Regions from separate parts of the Mus musculus genome. Here all the other regions are linked to region 1. The links are chromatin contacts, called in public Hi-C and promoter capture Hi-C maps. All regions are on one chromosome and are shown on one strand. The core of a region is the stretch at or near the end of the contact, and the rest is flanking DNA. Distances in the headings are between cores, read along the strand shown. Region 1 holds the start of Sc5d (sterol-C5-desaturase). Region 2 has its middle 2.8 kb from the start of Gm26272. Region 3 holds the start of 4930546K05Rik (RIKEN cDNA 4930546K05 gene).

Evidence for each region. Hi-C and Micro-C count contacts between places; a contact is called where the count stands out from the background. Capture Hi-C pulls out chosen DNA fragments and counts their contacts.
Region 2: a Hi-C map of peritoneal macrophages shows a contact between it and region 1, with 2.0 times the contacts expected there. The contact joins the enhancer-like site here to the promoter of Sc5d in region 1. A contact is called at or near these places in 6 of 484 Hi-C or Micro-C datasets (B cells, ECoMG-derived neutrophils, embryonic fibroblasts and 3 more), 3 of 115 datasets of contacts at active chromatin or transcription factors (CD8 T cells, the SCID.adh cell line and embryonic stem cells) and 2 of 9 other capture datasets (adipose tissue and pancreatic islet).
Region 3: a contact with region 1 is called in a promoter capture Hi-C map of pancreatic islet. The contact joins the promoter of 4930546K05Rik here to the promoter of Sc5d in region 1. A contact is called at or near these places in 5 of 484 Hi-C or Micro-C datasets (CD8 T cells, Th1 cells, liver and 1 more), 3 of 115 datasets of contacts at active chromatin or transcription factors (CD8 T cells, embryonic stem cells and intestinal crypt epithelium) and 2 of 9 other capture datasets (adipose tissue and pancreatic islet).

What each region holds. Positions count from the first base shown.
Region 1 is chr9:42,261,763-42,266,094 of GRCm38.p6, forward strand. Sc5d (sterol-C5-desaturase) reads right to left here and starts at 2,538. Exons shown (of 6, transcript NM_172769.2): 1 at 2,444-2,538; 2 at 289-369.
Region 2 is chr9:42,312,726-42,317,057 of GRCm38.p6, forward strand. No RefSeq gene overlaps it. Among named protein-coding and RNA genes, the nearest start is that of Gm26272, 2.8 kb to the right of the region's middle. Within about 2 kb of position 1,841, at least 23 of the 459 cell types and tissues checked have an H3K27ac peak or open chromatin away from gene starts, as enhancers often do. A contact at or near this core is called in peritoneal macrophages, where this site is marked.
Region 3 is chr9:42,207,380-42,211,711 of GRCm38.p6, forward strand. It overlaps 4930546K05Rik (RIKEN cDNA 4930546K05 gene), which reads right to left and starts at 1,852. Exons shown (of 7, transcript NR_040754.1): 1 at 1,774-1,852.

The DNA of each region.
Region 1 (4,332 bases), core at 1,288-3,787:
GTAGGCACTTCCAGTTAAACGGCAACCATTTGTCTTGCCCATCCGTAAGTCAAGTACGGTGTTAGATCCCAGGCTCTCAGTAGGATGCCTCAGAGACGCAGCATACGCCAGCATCCCCCCTCAATACTGTCCTGTGCAGTAGTGACAGCAGCTACACCTTCACTGCCACCCACAGGCTGCCTTCAGACACTTCTGACCTTTTCACTTGGAAGTAAACCAAAAGTTGACAAAACAAAAGAACAAACAAACAAACAACAAAACATATCCAGAAGGCACAGGCAGGAATACCTGGTATGTGACCCAATAAACAATGGTTGTGTCTGTCACTTGGAGGCAGGATCTACCATCAGATAAGGGCGAGGACTGAACCTATGAGGAAAGAAAAAACTGTTTGGATCTCAGGGCTTCCAGGCTTTGACACAACGACTGCTCCTGACACAACGACTGCTCCTGTACTAAGTAAACTTTTACAGGCACGAAGTGGTAACCTAGTGCAGGTTGTTCAACTGCCCCCACAGGTACCAAACTGCTTCGTGCATCCTCAAACAATGGAAGACAGTGTCAATCTCTCCACAACCCCTGGAGTACCTTCAACGCATCAGGGAAGAAAAGGTTATCTTGGTGCTGACTCCATAGTCAGCTTGAGTGCTACTGAGCACAGCTTCATATATTTGTACCACATGACACGACACTTTTCCCGTGAAGGCTCTGCGTCTCCATCCTTTGGTCGCTTTCCCCTGGGATTTTTCAGTTTCTTCATTAAAAACCTTTCCTACCCCTGCCCTTCTCCCTGAAGCTCATTACTCAGGCCACACTCCCTCTACAGCTTCCCAAACAGCCGAAACCAGAGGTTTGCAGCATCGGCCACAGCTGGGAGGTGTTTGCTAAGGAACTTAGCCTGTTGCTTATGGAATGAGCCACACATGTTTTCTCTCATCCTGAAAAACTTAAATTACATTAAATGTCAGGTGCTCATTTCCCCATCATATATGCCACTCACAATTCAAAAAAAGCAATTCAACCAGCATCAAGTGCTAGACAGTGAGAAACACCCACATGGCCATACCAAATTGTATGTAAATTGTAAAGGTGCAACCCCTTAAAGTCAAAGACAGCTCATGGACTCTAAGATAATTAGGCATTATTGCTTGAAATGTAAGTTTACGTTAAATAGTATACTGCTTTGGCAGAAAAAAAACCCACAATTTTTGACTTTAAAACATGGTTATCAATTAAATGGGCCTGGGGTATAATTCAGGGATATTCCTTTGGTGTAGTATGTCCAAAGCCTTGGTTCCTATCCCAGCATCAGATAAATAAGTAAACATATATAAATCCACTATTATACTTAAATGACTTAAAACTATTATATTTTTCTTAACTGAAAAAAGTACAGGAACAATAACTAGCCATTTATATATTTAAAAAATACTACATATTATTTTAAGCACTCCACCCCTCCCCCCTTTGGCTATGTGGCCTGGAACTTGCATTCTCCTGCTTCAGTCTCCAAAGCTCTTGGATGCTCTGCAGTACCTCTCATCCGGCCTTTACACATCTGGAGGAGTGATGGAGAGATTCTCCCATCTAATTCTCACAAGTCTATAACGTGTGTCCGCGTATAATCTTAATAAACAGGACAGTGAAGGCGCAATGCCTTAAACAGCTTTGTTCTGTAAGGAGCAGTCGATGTGTAAAGCCTACACAAAAAGTTCTACACAGCATTACTTCCCTAGAGTCACAAATACAGATGGGGAATTCTGAGTTCTCCACGTTCATTATATTACAGGATGAATGCAAAAGTCCGTAAGACAGTAAGGGTCAGAAGGTAAGCACTTTAACACAACTAATGAAAATGCAAACTCAACTAACACAAAATAGTCAAATAACTTCGCTGCCGCCGAGATATTGTTTCCACTTGTACCACCTCCCAATTTACTCGGCAATAAGAAGGGATGCCAGTATGAGTGACTTCTTAACGATGCTTAAAGTGTGCACGCTACAGCGTATGGTCTTCAGAAAGGCAGGGAGTGACGGCCCACCACCCTCCCTAGGCCTCAATCGGACGCTGGTTCGCAACCTGGTACCTTCTCCAGGAAGTGCCGGTGGCAAAGCAAATCACCAGCTTTTCCCACCTCACCCTGGATGTGGGGTTCACAGTAGGCAGGCAACCTCTAGCACTGGCAGGGACCCAGCTTTACCGGGCCAGGGTCCTTCCCCGCTCCCATATAACCTTATCCCCATCGCAGGCCCCGGGGACCAAGGTGTCCGCCAGGCCAGACCCCCACCCCCACCCCCACCCCCCCATGCCACCTGCGCTTTAGCAGGGACGGCCACACGGGTGCGGCGGATGCCGTACCGGCGCCGGGCACCCGGGGATCCTCGCGACCGCCCGCGGGTCCTCCCACTCGCGGCTGTCCAGCTGCCAGCGCACGGAACCTACCTGCCAGGCCCAGCAGCTCCGTCAGCCGCGGCTTTACAGCCAGCGGAGAGTACGAGCCAGAGCGCCCGAGACACCGCCCGCTCAGCAGAGCCCCGCCCATGTGCAGGCAGCCGGCCAATCAGCAGCCGGCGCAATAAGCTGATGTGACGGCGGATCGCGCGACCTGGACCGGCGCGGTCGCGGCGGTCACGTGGTCGCCGCGTAGGCGTCCCGCGCTCCCCACGCCTCCCCGCACCCCCGAACCAGGTCCAGCACTCTGCCGGGACTATCCAGGCGCTTCATGATGCTGCTACGGGGCGGACGAAGCTTGCTTTCCTTCCCACTTTCTTCCCGCCCAGAAAGTTGACTAGAATCGTGCAAAGGACCCGGGATGAATGCAAAATGACAGCCTGAAGTAGGATTAATGACGCTTCCTTTGATGTTAATGGTGGAGTCTTTTGTCCCATTTTTGTGACTCAAACGTTCATCAATCCGCAGTTATTTGTCACTTCCCTGCAAGTCCTCTTATGCAGCGTTAAAATATGTAAATCGAAAGTTATGTGTAGCAGAGTAAATTTAAAAAGCAATTATTAATAGCGATAAAAATAGAGAAAGAGGTTATGATCTGGCCCAACTGGTTTACATAGGTAAAGATAGGGGTGGGGGAGGTGAACTTAAAGATCAAATTGGCTAATTATGACTCGGGAATGTAGACAGCAGCCCATTCTATAAAATACAAGAGCTCCCTAAGGTGAGCAGTAGGGATCAGCAGTATTGGCCAAAATGAAAAGAACCTAAGAAGAAGAAAGGCCCAAAAGACTAGTACTTCAGAGTTACTTCAGAGAGGATTGACCTGTCGTCTGTTTCTGGTATCAGGGTCCTACCAATTGATTAGTTTTGTTTTGTTTTTTTGTTTTGGTTAGAAGGAGCCAGGCATTTCAAAAGCCAGTTTGATTAAGTGATATATTGAGCATGAGAGACAGTTCTGGCCAGATCTGATCTTCCAGAGCTCTGAGGCAAAAGCCTAGTCCAAAATGACTCTATAAATTACACTTAACAAAGTGTGTTTGCCAGTGTTCTCTGGAGGAACAGAACTGATAAGATGAATACATACATAAAAAATTTATGAAACTAGCTTAAAGTAATAACAGTTGTCTCACCCCAGAAGAACTAAACCCCTAGTAGCTGTTCCATCCACGAGGCTGGTTACCTTGCCAGCCAGAGTAGTCCTATAATGGCTGTCTCACATTGGAAAAATGAACAGCCTGGTAGAGCGTCTGTCTACCAGGCTCAGTGCCACAGCAGTTCCTGTATACCTGGAGAGTCCCTGGCCTTCAGCCAACAATGGAAGTTTGGAAATAATAGTTTGGGTTTCACCAAAGACAGCAGCAGCAAGCAAGCTCAGCTGCCAGGGGAAGATGGAAGACCAAGCAAGCTAAAGGGATATCATACTCTCTCTACTCTGCTCCTGGGCCTATTGGCAGAAATGCTGCACGCGCTTAAGGTAGCTTCTTTGATATCAACAGAGACGATGAGGACCATGCGGCTCTCTGGTCAGTCGTTGCTGATTTGTGGCAAGTTGTGGTGAAAACCAGCCACCACACTAAGAGAAACTAGACAGGAGTATGTGTGAGTTCCACAGGTGAGCTCTGGAGTGAGAGCCTAGGCTTTGCACTGCTTTAGTGGGTCTGGTCATCAGCTTTCTCCTGGGGCTTCCACTGTAGTACTTCCCAAGGTCTCCTCTCCCATCCCCAAAATTGACACCATCTGGGCAATTTCTAGAAGTGTAGATGTAAAGGAGAAGCAACCGGGTGACTCCACTCTGATTCCTTCTATAAGCAAGTTGTTCCTCGACAGCCAGGAGCCTCCTCTCTGTTTATAAAATAAAGTATGGTCCAATACTAGAATAC
Region 2 (4,332 bases), core at 591-3,090, 50 kb after region 1:
GAGATTGATCAAGAATATTCACAAAAAGTTCAAAAGCCAAGCTCAATGGAGAAGTGGGGAAGTTTTCATTTGACATAAAGACCATGAGCAACACTCCTGTCATACATACCAAATGGTGTTCTGGGTATTCTAACTAACACAACCAGGCAAAATCATCAGAAGATATCAAAATTAGAATGGGGCCTGAGGTGGAGCTCAAGTCATAGAGGGCTTGCCTGTGTGCACATGGCGCCAAGATAGAGGCAGAGGTGGTGATGAGCTCAGAGACAGACATGATAGAGGCCAAAAAATGGACACGGCGAGAGAGATGGATAGTCAAGGTATATGTAGATCTATACAGATAAGTTACAACACCGTAGAGATTATCAAAATTGAGAGAAATGTCCAACATACAAAGGCACCTGCCATCAACATCAGCAACAACGAGAAAATATATTAAGAAAGAAATATCACTTCCATTAACAACAAACTTTAAGCACCAGGATTTGGAAAACAAACATTCCTGAACCCTCACAAGCAAAAGGAAGCATATTTGAAAAGAAATTGAAACTCAAAACGGATACAAATACTATGTTCGCCAAAGAATTTAGCTTTATAAAGGTGTCCATTTGAAAATGGCTCTTTAGATATAATTTGATTCTTATAAAAAATTTCTAACAGCTTTTGGTTGCTTGTTTTGATTTGGGAGAACTTGGGCCGATTTTAAAATCTGTATGCAAAAGCAGAAACCCAAGACGATCTAAGACATCTTAACAAAGCAATCAAATGGAAAGATGTGCTCTTCGATGTACTGAGACGTGTTATAAAACCATAGCAATTGAGTCCGTGGTTTTAAGACATGAGTAAATAGGCCAATAGATAAACCAGAGTTCAAGAAAACGCCACACGTTCCTCAATGGAGGAAAGATAGGCTATCACATAACTACGCTTAGGCTTCACAAGTGCTAAGAAAAATAGAATTTTATTTCAATTCACACAGACCACAATTCTAGTGGTTTAGGAGAATAGCTTTACTTTCTAAATTTTGGGTAGGAAATGATTTTTTAAAAAACATATACAGTGGAACATTACTAATTATTGATGGATTAAATCACCTATATTAAAATTAAGAATTTGTGTTCTATTTAAAATCCTAGAAAGAGAACAAAAATAGATCTCAAGATGGGGAAATGCATTTTCAGTGTATGTAAGTATAGATATTAGACTCCAGACTATAAATGAATTATATGACTCAATAAGAGAGGGACAAATGACTCATCAGACAGATGTACAGCAGACACAAACAGATGACAGTAAAAACCGGTACAGGAACTCATGTACTGAAAATTGGCCTCAACAGGAATGAAAGTTTAGACCTTTTGTTTGTTTGTTTTTTTTTTAAATTTTCTCCATATGAACGCTTGTGTTCCTGAAGGCCAGAAGAGGGCACCAGATCCCCTGGAGCTGGCGTTAAGCAGTTGCAAGCCACCTAATAGGCTTTTTGGGCACTGAAATCAGGTCCTCTGCAAGAAGGATGCATGCTCTTAACTGCTGAACCATTTCTCTCTCTCCCTTTACATTAAAACCTTAAAATGTAGTTTCAGACACAACAGACTTGGGGGAAAATGGCTTTGTAAAACTAGATGTAGGCAAGGCAACATAGAAGCAGAATCAAGTGCATTGAGATATGAAGAAACAGTCAGCAGTTCCCTTATGTCACAGAAATATTTAGGTTCGCACATCACAGAAATATTTAGGTTTGCACACCAGGAAATAGAAAGAAAAAGGTACATAGTAGCATTGTGTGGGAGAAAGTGCTCATATGCCACAATGTAGCAAACTGTGGCTTACTTCTGCAATGAGCTATTAAGCAATGATTCAAACGGATGAACCAGCGCTACACACAGCACCCTGGATACTTCTCAGGGTGATAAGGATGAGTGAAAAGTTTAAGTCTGTGTGCACGTACAGTGCTAACAAAGAAGACAATGGATTGCTCAGGAAATGCACAGGGCTGTTCAAGTCATAAAGATAGACAAGCGAATGACAGTGAGACAAAGTGTCCACGAGGAACCCTGAGTGCTTAAGCCTGATTTGGGTTAGGCTTTCAAGGAGCTGCGAGTTGCCCTGTCTTATAGCTCCGTATTTGGCACATGTAAGTCACCACTGTGATGATACCCAAGAGAAACAATTTAAGAGAGGGAAAGATTTGTTTTTTCCTCTTTTGGCTCATGGGTTTAAAAGTTTCAGATTGTGGTGAGAAAGGAAAGAGAGAGTGATGTTGCTTGTGTGAGAGTGGACAAGAAGCACACACAGAGAGAAGCAGGGGTGAGGGACATGGCTTATCCCACCAGAGCATGGCCTTCATTAAACCACTCTAACTTCTGCTCCGCCACCTCCTGGCAGTGATGTCATCAAGTAGCTTGTCTATTGGTTGTCAGAGCCACCATGATTTAATCACCCTCCTTGATTGGATGTTCCAACCGTCAATCAACCAGCTGGGACTAAACTTTCAGCACAGGAACCCCTTGGAGAGGCGTGTGATATGCAAACTCTGACAGGACCATTATGAACGGCCTGTCTATTACAGTTCTTTAGATTGTGTGTGGACTCTTTTATGAATGGGAAATATTTTACAGCAAAACTATAAATTAGTTACAATTCTGTAAATAATTGGACATTTTCTTTGATTACTTGTAAATGTTTGACAAAACAGCGTAATAAGTTAAAAATCACATTCCTAAGCTAAAATAGCATTAACATTAGAAAATGTTTTAATTTTTATAGTATTTATGGAATGCTTGGAGAATACCTGGATATTTCATAGTTTTCAAACAGTGTATAAACCACTTTCCCTTCTATGTATTATATACAATTATTTGAAATGTAATCCTTTAATAACTTTTTATGCTGATATTTACTTTGGCGGGCTATCATAAGTTGAGACAAACCCCCCTCTCTCTCTCTTGCTCTCTCTCTCTCTCTCTCTCTCTCTCTCTCTCTCTCTCTCTCTCTCTCTGGATTGAGGGGGAGCTGGCCTCATCCTTTCCCTGGCCAGCTCTGTACATCTGGCCCGGGTGGCATGAATGGGAGAATGGATTGAGGGCATGAGAGCAGGAGAGCTGGGCTCGACACACACACACACACACACACACACACACCCTGACCCTTGCACATACCCACTTGCAGGCTGCAGCCCTCCTGTGCCTGTGCAACACAGTAGAGCTGGCCCTGGTAACAAGGAAGCTAGAGAACTGGTCCTGAGGGTGTGAGAGCGGGAGAACTGACTGGCTCCTTGCCAGATATAGAAGTAGGGTGAGCTGGCCCCTCCCCATACTGGGGTAGGAGAGCTGGCCTGGTTGGCATAAGCTGGGCTGACCAACTCAGCTGCAACTCAGGCCCAATCCAGGGCTTTGAGTTGGCTTGCCCCAACATATTCGCCAGTTGTGATCTGCTGGAATGTGAACCAGTCCAGTGACTCACTGCTATGAACATTTGTAAGTGAAGCTGTTGGGCAACTTCCACACACTGCAACTTCCATGGAGAGATTATTTTTATTTATTTTATTTTAATTTTTTGTTTTCTTTTGGGGGAGATTGCAAGGGTAAAGGGTAGATATGGGGGGGGCAGGAAGATAAGTAGGATTAGAGTGTATGTTGTAAAACTCACAAAGAATTTTTTAAAAAATCTTGCTCTTTAGCCACAGACTGGCCTTGAACTCATGGCAAACCTCCTGCCTCAACCTTCCAAGTAATTTGATATGAGCAGGTGCTACCTTGCCTAGTAAGATTTTTATTTTTATTTTGTTTCGTGGTGAATTTCATATCATGCACCCCAGTTCCAATCATCTCCTCCTTCCCCCATACCCATCCTCCATTCTTGCAACCTCCTCCTCAACCGAGAAAAAAAAATCTCACTGTGGAAACTGTAGTGTGTTGCAGTGTGTCCACAGTATACCCTTTTGTTCACACTTCTTTCCTTGAAAATATTCATTCTAATGACTTGTTGGTCTGGTGTGAAGCCTCTAACTTCTGCTATTCTACCAATACAAGAACCTCACTGAGACTCCTTTTGGATATCCTATTGTTGACCGGTGTCATGGAGATCTTGTAGTTTTGGATTTGGAGGCCGAGTCCCTTCATGCAAACTCCAGCAGTTTGTTGATGGGATGAGCCAGTTCAAAGGCCTGGACCTGGGCTTGAAAGGTACCTGAGCTGGTTAACCCACTGTCTCTCTCACTCTTAATCCTTTGGGGAGGCTCTGCAACCTGCTGCAGTAGGTGAGGGTCAGGTTCAGCTCTCCTGCCCTCACGACCCCATGGGGGCTAGCTCTCCCTCATCTATGCCACCACAC
Region 3 (4,332 bases), core at 602-3,101, 55 kb before region 1:
AACAGAATTCTAGTGGAAAGAGCCACTGGTTACAGGAGGCAGGATTGGGAAGGTGGCTCAGGGGTCTTCGGGTGACAGTGGCACCCTGGATCTGAGTACACAGCTTTCCTCTGAGTACAGAACAGCCACACGGACCAGCTGCATTTCCAGGGATGGAGAAGGACCCACAGTCCACATCCCAGGAGATCATCATCTGCGATTTCATCAACTCTGTTGTCAAGCACAAGGGAAAGAATAAAGACCCGTTTCTGTTCTTTCTTTTTCTCTTTTACAATTTCAGCTGAACTGGTGGGTATCTGCTCACTCTTGTGGATGGTGGTCTCGGGACACTTTCAGGTTATTTTTAAAAAGGTGGGCACTCACTGAAAATGAGCAGTCTGCTTTTGTATTAATTTTGAAGACCATCTGTGATTGATTTACTAGAATGCTAATAATATTTTGCTTTCCTATATTTTCCTTCAAGAGCCTCCTAAATGTCTTCCCTAGCCTTATGCAATATGTATATGTATGTATATATGTATGTATATGTTTATGTGTATATGTGTGTATGTATGTATATATGTGTATATGTGTGTATATGCATGTGTGTTTATGTGTGTATGTATATACATATGTGTGTATGTTTATGTGTATATATGTGTCTGTATAGGTGTGTATATGTGCATGTGCATCTATATGTATATATGGCTATATTTGGATATGTAACTGTATATGCATATGTATGTGTGTATGTGTATATATGTTTATGTGTATATGTGTATATACATGTATATGTGGCTATATGTTTATATGTAACTGTATGTGTATGTGTGTGTATATGTTTATGTGCATATATGTGCATATGTATATATATGTCTCCATAGCTTGTCTGTAGAGGTCATTGTCACAGGTGGTACATGATGATAGGACTTCATGGTGGCTCCAGTTACAGGGAGCCAACCTTAGAAGCAAATGTTCTTCTTAAACCTAGTGTTGATGTGAGGGGTATCTTCTTCTAAACACGACTGTGCGTCAGCTTTGGGGATTTGTGTTCTGGGGTACCCTCTCTACCTCAGAAAGTAGAGTCAGAGAAGAAATGAATGACTGGGCTTCAGGGAAGCCATTAGGCAGCTACCGGTGAGTGTGGAGCCAGACACTGTGCTGAGGTCTCATTTTCTCCATGTCAGTGACTGTTGCACTGCTGTGACTGTGATACTGGACAGAAACTGCCCAAGGAAGGCAAGGTTTGCTTGAGCTCAGGATTCCTGAGAGTTTTAGCGCCCCACAGTGGGGAAGCCAAGGAAGAAACGCTCAGTCTGTGTCGGTGGGAGCATGTGGTGGGGCTCTCCACATCCGGGAGGATTAGAAGGCAGAACTCATGGTAGAACAAGCCAGGCCTAACCTTCAAAGGCCCACTCCAAGTGACTCACTTCCTGAAGTTTGGCTCCACCCTCTAAGGTTCCACAGTCTTCCACAATAGTTCTGCTGCTTAGAGAAGTGGGCCTGGGGAAGACATTGCACATGCGAATCATAGCATACTACATAGCAGTTCTGTGGGGAGGTGAGCATTAGAGCCCATCACAGATAAGAAAGCTATGGGTTAGAAAGGTAAACAACCTCTCGTTAGTATGAGGCCAGGATCTGAATGCAGATCATTTTATATAATAAATTGAATGCTTATACTAGGTACTGTAGTTTCTAGAAAGACATAGTTAGGAAGCATTTGGAAATTAATCTACCCCTGGAAGCAATCATCTTTTGAGTCAGAAGAACCATTTCCTGTCTCTAACCCACCTTCAGCTCCAGTCATAGGGCCCAGTTAGGGGCTCTTCTTGACACATTTTCAGTGAGCACTGAGGCTGAGAGGTTTTGTTGACTTAACTAGATCTAGAATCACCATGGAAACACACTTCTAGGTGTGTCGGGGGAGGGGGGGATTGTAATAGATTAGGTTGAGGTAGCAAGTTTCCCCGTAGATGCAGGCAGTTCCATTTCCTGGAGTCCTATAGAAGTGGGGAGCTAGCTAGCTGCTCATCAGCGTTCACCTGTCTCTGCTTCCACACTGGATCTACAATCTGGTCACCATGACCACCAGGTTCCTCCAGCATGATAGACAGCGTGATAGACCTGCCTGAAACTGTTATTCAGAAGAAACCCTTCACCTTGCTTTTTCGGTAACTTTGTTGCAGCAACAAGAAAACTTACCAATATGGTAGCTCTTGGTGTTAGCAGGAGCCTAACTGCTTAAAAGACTGAGAGGTTTGCCCAAATAAAGAACTTATCCCAAGGGCCTGAGCAGCCAGGAGGGTGATTCTAAGTAAACAGGTCTCTTAGCTCTGGGACTTTGTCATCTCACCGAACGAGAACATGGAATGAGTCACTTTGTGGTATCTTTCCACTCCTCTCTTGGCACCCCTGTCACATCCATGTGGTTCATTCAAGCAGCTTGTGAAAGTACCATTCTAGAACCATAGTTGAATGAACCACATACTTGGCGCTGTTTGTTTGGCTGGCCCACTTTCCCTTACACTACCACTTACAGCCATATCTCTGCATGGCCACCCACTACTGGCCTCCCTTCACCCTCCTATACCTACTGCCGAAGAGCAAGATGGGATCAGAGTCCCTTCTCAGGGAACAGAGCCTGACGGCTGGACCACTAACGTGTGAATTTGTGAGCCAGTTACAGATCAGGTCTTCAGATAGAAAAGAGGCGAGTTACAAAGATAGACACAGAGATGAGTCAGAAGCAGACTCTCTCCTTCTGCTTCTACTCTCCTGCCTCCGGCCCTTGTTTCCAGACGCATCCTGTTTGCCACTTTATAATGAAATTCTTTTGTTTTTCTGTAGACCTGCCTCTGGTTTCTGCACTAGCAACAGAGGATTTGGACTTTGTCTGAGCTTTGTGAGTTAGTGGCCTACCTTAACTTGTTCTTTGAAGTCCTGGTGTTAGGTCCATTTTCCCTGTAGGCAAATTAATTTTGCTCAGTCCAGAAGCAACAGTTTATCTCTGTATCTATTTTCACAAGGTGAGAGAGAGGCATGGATCAGCAGTGCTGGGAGATAAACAGCCGAAAAGCAAATGTACTGTAGAGAGCGAGCATCCATTATCCTGGATAGTGATCGATGGCTTGTTAGCTGACTGGTTTGGTTTTTTTTTTTTCTTTCTTTCTTTCTGCTTCCTGTCTGTGCAGCCTATAAACCTGAAGATGGGAGGAGAACAAATCTTGTACATAGAAGTAGTTGCTTTTCTTTATGTCTCCAGAAAGATGTTAGCTAAGAAGACAGAAAGTCTCTGCTGGTGTCAAATCAAATGGGAAGGAGAGTGAGCTGGAGTGAGAGAGAGCAGCTCAGAAGTGGGGGTGGGGGTGGGGGGTGAGATAACGTAGCTGCAGGCTCTTGGGGCCTGCATGCTGTATCAATATTTCAGAGCACAGTAGGGCTGTGGTCCCCAGCCTCCTCCTTTGGATTTCCTAAATGTAATGCACGGCAGGGAAGCAGCCATGTGGCACATGTATGCCTTTCCTAGGCAGCTATAACAAAACACCACCAGCTAGGTGGTGGCTTTGTTTTTAACATTTATTATTTTATGAATGGGAGTACACTGTCTTTCAGACACACCAGAGAGGGCATCAGACCCCCCATGACAGATGGTTGTGAGCCACCGTGTGGTTGCTGGGAATTGAACTCAGGGCCTCTGGAAGAGTAGTCAGTGCTCTTAACCATTGTCTCACTGTCTGCCTTCACATCCTCCCCACTGTTTATCTGGCTCGTGTCCACCTCTCCCCCTTCTTGGAGTAACATCAGTTTTACTGGATGAAGGACTTGCTGTGCTGGCCTATGACTTCACCTTAACTAATTATACCTGTACTGAGCATATCTCCAAATGAGGTCACATTTTGAGATACTGTAGATTTGGTTTAGGAATCCAACACATCTTCTGGGGCTGGGGAGTTATAATCATTTGAGCTTAACTCGAAGTAATGTGGGTATCGCAAGGAGTTCAGGCGAATGCAGTGGCGCTGATGACCTTCAGAGAAACACTTGTTTTCAAGACAGGATTTCCCACAACAGACTGAGCTGGCCTGGAATTAACGTGTAGGCCCGAATGACCTCACCCATGTCCCTCTAGCCTCACAGCCTACCAAGGTCTGGGATGACAGGCATTTGATTTTGCTTTCTGTTGCTGTGATGAAACATTCTCACCAAAAGCCCATCACGGACGAAAGTCAAGGCAGGAACTCAACATAGGAACCTAAAGTAAAAACCACGGAGAATGTTGCACTAGCTTGATTCCCCCAGGCTCATGATTAGTTAGGTTTCGTATACAGCCCAAGACCATTCCGTGCAAGT